Regions from separate parts of the Mus musculus genome. Here region 1 is linked to region 2. The links are chromatin contacts, called in public Hi-C maps. All regions are on one chromosome and are shown on one strand. Each heading gives the region's core, a stretch centred on a gene start, on an enhancer-like site or on the middle of the called end of the contact. The rest is flanking DNA. Distances are from core to core; before and after follow the strand shown.

What was found. Hi-C and Micro-C count contacts between places; a contact is called where the count stands out from the background.
Region 1: a Hi-C map of embryonic fibroblasts shows a contact between it and region 2, with 3 times the contacts expected there. The contact joins two enhancer-like sites. A contact is called at or near these places in 2 of 484 Hi-C or Micro-C datasets (cranial neural crest and embryonic fibroblasts).

What each region holds. Positions count from the first base shown.
Region 1 is chr13:29,829,802-29,832,534 of GRCm38.p6, reverse strand. All of the region lies in intron 4 of Cdkal1 (CDK5 regulatory subunit associated protein 1-like 1), which reads left to right. Among named protein-coding and RNA genes, the nearest start is that of Cdkal1, 25 kb to the left of the region's middle. Within about 2 kb of position 1,279, at least 46 of the 459 cell types and tissues checked have an H3K27ac peak or open chromatin away from gene starts, as enhancers often do. A contact at or near this core is called in embryonic fibroblasts, where this site is marked.
Region 2 is chr13:27,025,548-27,028,272 of GRCm38.p6, reverse strand. No RefSeq gene overlaps it. Among named protein-coding and RNA genes, the nearest start is that of Prl, 31 kb to the left of the region's middle. Within about 2 kb of position 1,447, at least 26 of the 459 cell types and tissues checked have an H3K27ac peak or open chromatin away from gene starts, as enhancers often do. A contact at or near this core is called in embryonic fibroblasts, where this site is marked.

The DNA of each region.
Region 1 (2,733 bases), core at 30-2,529, 2.8 Mb before region 2:
TTAACTATTACTCTTAAGGATGCTGATAAATTTAGACACTGATAAAACCTGGGGAATGCTGTCATAACAATGACGCCGGCTTCTCTAGACCTGTGATTCTTCATGTTGAGGATGGTTGCTGTAATGACTAGTAAATGACTGCCAGGCATTAGCTATTATGCTTTAATGAAGAAACTTCCCATCTATGATGTTTTAAATTCCAGTACTTTACATGTACTCGCAATACTAATGAAATTTGAATCAGACACGTATTTAATCGGTTTGGACGTATTTAGATGTCTTTTAGTTGTATGTGTTTCACTCCTGTGTATCTTTGTCTGTGGTGAGTGTGCATTAGGAAGTGAGGCAAACTCTGATGGCTTCTTTGGGTAGTCAGTGAGTCAGATGAGAAATGTGGGATTAGGTGTCAGAGGATATGGGGGTCTTGTTCCAAAAATGGTTGGTAGTCAGTGAGCTTCCTCATCTTTTCTCAGGTTTTTAATTCTCACAAATGAATCATGTTGACTATGGCAGAAGTGAGAGGCCCGGTGATGGCTCTTCCCACGCAGTGTGTAACTTTGCCTGAGGTGAAGCACTTGATTAGAACTGTCAAGTGTGAAGCTCTATTGGAATCTTCTTCTTCCCTCGCCTGCCCTGGCCCACGCAGACCCCAGTCAGGTCATTCCTTAGCAGCGCTGTGGCCTCCATCCTCTCTTTCCCACTCCTAGACCACACTGCCCTTGTTTATGCTTTGCTTCTTACTAGGACGAGCCCGAGTAAGGGCCAGTCTTCTTCTTTTGTGTTCCCAGCACAGACCATACTTTTCCTTACAATAAGCACTTGATTAGGATTTTAATGGCTTATATTAATATTCATGCCATTTAATGGGGAGCAAACAGAGCTTGTTATATAAGTGTTTTCTTCTTCTTTTTGTGCTCTTCTTGTTTGTTGTTAGGTACAGGACAAGGAATGACTTGGTATAATGCCTGAGCAAATGCAGTTTAGCGTGTTTGTAGTTTGTAGTTAGCTCTTAAGTTTTTGAGACCCTTTCTTTGAACAAACAAGTAAAATGGCTTTGTAGTCCTTTTCAGATGTTGTGATTCATGGGCTGTGTAAGGCTAGACTTCATGCTCACAGTGACTCAGTAAAAAGGCACATAGTTCTTCGTTACTTTTCTCTGTTGCTTCTTTTCATCTTCTGTACTTACTCCTTGTGGCGTCTGGCCAGTGTTGGGCATTTCTTTCAGACTTGTCATTCCTTCTGTACCGGCCAAGCAAATGCTTTTGCTCTGGTCAGGAACATTTCTAGTGAGTTAGGTTTTATTATTGGTACAGTCATGGACCACCTGATCAATCCCTGTGTGTCACAGTAATGAGTGTTTACCGCCAGCCACCAGATTGTTTGGCTTGGGACTCTGATGTTTTAATCCTCCTGATGGTTTTCAGTGTGGACATTTTTTTTTTTCTTTCTGAATGTAAAACTAACCACCAAATACATTCTTCAGCCACAGCTGTTTTTATGTGGCTCAAGTTCTAGAAAGAGTGATATATTGAACTTAAATACGTATGTAGGTGAGAGGGGGGAAATGCACAAACATAGTGTTAGATTGTGCAGGAATGGCCAACTTACCCTGTGGCCTTAGTGACACCATCTTATCTTCCCAAACCACAAGTTATTCATAAATAAGATGAACACATGACGTCCAGTGTGCTCAGACTCTTTATAGATTCATTTATTCACTAGATATATGTGCATCACAGGCCTGTTATGCTGTGTATTCAACCAAGGAGACAGATCTGCCCTCACCCTTGCAAGAAGACTTCTATTTCCCTTCTCTCTGTCCACCTGCCCTTCTCTCTTGCTTGCTTATCTGGTCAGTGGGTAGATAATGAGGAAATGAAGCAATGTGGAATGATTAATTACAAATTTACAGACTCTGTCTGCTCTTATGTACAAAATGGATTGATGACTTTTCGTGTGCATAAATGGTCTATAAAGACAGTGGCTTATATTTGCTTTAATGTTTTTAAAATGAAGTGGATTATCTGGTAGTGGTAAACTAATTAGGTGCTTTTTAAAGTGAGAAGATGAAAGGCTTAGCTGTTTAAGTTTAGGTCTAGTATATATAAAACAGGAAAAAGATTTATTCTTGACATTGAAAAGCAACTTTAAAAAAAAGCATGGGAACTGGGTAGTTATTCATACAGTTGTGGATAATGAAGATCAGAAGTAATTTTATTTTGGGGGGAAAATCATCTTTGGTATAAGTCAGGCCTCCTATTTTGAACATTTTACCCTTATTCTGGAGAATTGAAATTTATTATGTTGCAAATGGGAAAATTAATTTGAATGGAGTTAATACAAATGAAAGGAATAAAATACCAGTTAATTGAGAAATAGGCTAAGGTCTTCAAACTGAGAACACGTTTCTTTCGTGTATTCAAGGTCTAGAAGGAAGTCTGAGTCTGTGCAGGTTAGCTCACTAGCACTTAACTGTGTTGGCAGAAGCCAGGTTGGCGTCCAACAATTTATTTCTCTGACTTCTCCGAAGATACTGATGAAAGCAACTAAATTTATTGGTTATTAGGTGGCAAGAGTAAGTTCAATTTTCTCTATACTTGTGACAATTAGAGGTTGGTTCTAGCATATCTAATGCTCGAGTTTCAAGGCTACCTCTATTTGAGAGCTGTTTGGGGGAGATAACCTTGTACCACATCCATTTTAATGAGTGCATTACTCTTACCACCTGCTGAA
Region 2 (2,725 bases), core at 198-2,697:
CATGCATATACCACAAACACAAAAACAAGCATATACCAAATACAGGAAGGTATACATGTGCACACACATACATACAATACACACATGCAAACACACAAATATAAACCAGAAATTCAATACAGTTTTCAAGAAAAAAAAACAAAGAAATTCTGCTCAGTTTCCAAGTTTGAATTTTTTCCTAACGTTAAGAATCATTTTAAAATTTCATATTAACATACTAAGAGGCACAGAGTGTTCTGGCATCCTTTGCATGAATCTCTTTACCATGAATGCAAGGGACTTTTCTGGTGGGTTTTTGTTTTGTTTTGTTTTGTTTTTGTTTGATTTTGTTTTGTTTTGTTTTTGTTGTTGTTGTTTCTTGTTTTGTTTTTTTTTATTTTTTATTTGTCTTCAGAATTTCAGCACAGAAAACCCACTAATGTGTCAGAACTATCTCCAATTTCATGATCCCTAGTATATGACTTTTGTACTAGTCATCCATGTCTGAATCAGTGAGTGTATACAACCAGGATTTTATTTTATTATATTATGTTTAAACTCTTAGTCAAGTTGTTTTCAAAGAGGGTTGGAAGCTTTATTTTTAGTATTAAAATGACCCCAAGGTCCTGGGTAAAATGTAGATTCAAGAGCAGAACACATGACCAATTGAGAAACTTTGGCCTTTGGCCCAGAAATATATCTTGGTAGGTCTCTGGCTAAATTTCCACAGAGATTTCTAAATGTTTCCAGTGTACTTTTTATACTTCATCTTATTAACAACATAGGCACACAATGCATGTTCTCAAAGTGATTTTTACAATCTTGGAGTTCACAAAATTTGTCTGATTCACAAGCTCTGACTAAGTAATTTGGAACTCTCAATGCAGAGCGCCTGATCTGTGAGACAGGGCACAGGAAACACTCTGAGATCTGCAAATTCTGTATGCACACCTGCCAGTGATGTATCTAGTTTGATATTTTCTTCTTTTCTTCCCATTAAACAAAGATTGAATTAGCCCAGTGTTTTTTGGGGGATGGTGGTGTATGTGGAATATAAATTAGTTTAATAACCGAATCCATACTTGCTTCTATACTAGATATCTATTGCTTCTCCCTATGGAACATTCTGTTAGTTCTGTTTTCTGAGGGAAGTTCTTTTTTTTTTTTCTTTTAAGAATAATTTATCTTCAACTCAAATCTATGTATTTGTGGTAGTAAGGCTCCTGATATCCTACCTTAAGGATGGCCAACAATTTTAAGCTTGACCAACTATGTGTAGGCAAGGTATGTTGGTGCTGATTGAGAAACCCAGAAATCAGCAGTCACCATTATCCAAATAACAAGTTGAATTCAAGGCCTACTTGAGCTGCATGAGGAAAGCTTCTTCTAAAGATCAAATATAGAACTAGCTGTAGCTGCTCACAGACTGGTACATGACTAATACTGTAAAACCCTATGGCATTTTGAATATAGTTACTAGGAGGAGGGAACTCCAAGCTTCTAGTGGTTACATTTTCAGCCACGTGTGTACAGCATGACTGAAAAGAAAGTCAACATGGACAGAAGATATATTTCTGATTACAAATATTGAGCTCCTGTACCTACAAAAGTTCAAAGTTGACTCCCATGAACATCTCAAAGGTTTCCTTGAAGATCTGCAACTAATATCTTCATCATCTCATCCGTTTACTTAATACCAGAAGGCTTTGCTTTGCCAGCAACTAGGAATTCTACTGTATTTTAATTCCTTTTTCACTGACAGCATAGGGAGCAGTTGGCCCTTGTCCATGACACCAAACCCTCAATTTATAAAACTAGATTATATGGTTTAAGAATCTGATCTTGACTACTTTCTTTTATAAAATACCTTGACCAAAGGCAGCTGAGGAGATGGAAGAAAATGTTTCTTTGGAGTATACTTTCAGATCATTATACTTCTACCTCTTTCCTATCAGAAGTCAGAGCAGGAACTTAAGAGGAACTTGAAGACAACACAATAGGGAATACTGTTTGGTGGCTGTCTCTGAGGTTTATTATTTCTTATAAAGCCCAGTAGTACCTGCCGGGGAAGAGTGTCAGGCACAATAAGCTAAGCCTTCCTACATCAATTAATAGTCAAGACATTGTCCCCACAGGGTATGCTGACAGTCCATTCTGACCTGGGATGTGTCGCGACTGAGTCTCTCCTCTCAGTTAAGGGTGTGGTGAAGTTCAAACAGAAAGTGGATGACACGATGGGATTTAATAGTACAAAGAAAGATTATTAATAAAATAGTAGGGATTGGGTAGCAGTGAATGAACTGCACTCCCTTAGGTTCAAAGAGAGGAGGGGAAGATAGAATGACTAGAATTTGAATACAGAGACTCTCCCTAAAATCACTATGAAGGAGTAGTGCTTTGTGTTAGGAGGACACCATTGAATGTGCAAGTTTCAGGGAATGAATTCACTGACATCATATTTTTTTAATTTTACTGATCTGTTTCTTTCCAGGGCTTTCTAATGACAACATGTAGTGGATAAGGCAAGGATAGGTTATACTGATATGGTCCACAGGACACACTCTGCAGAGACAGGCAGTGTAATGGAAAAGGGTGAGCTGGATCGAGGACAGAGCAAGTAACCATGACCGAAGCTCCTATTTCTAAACTTAAATGAGAATCAATGAAAGAATAAGACCGAGGAAAGTTTAGACTAATTTGGATTTATGATATGTGTCAGTGTAAAAGGGAGGAAAATTAAAATTTG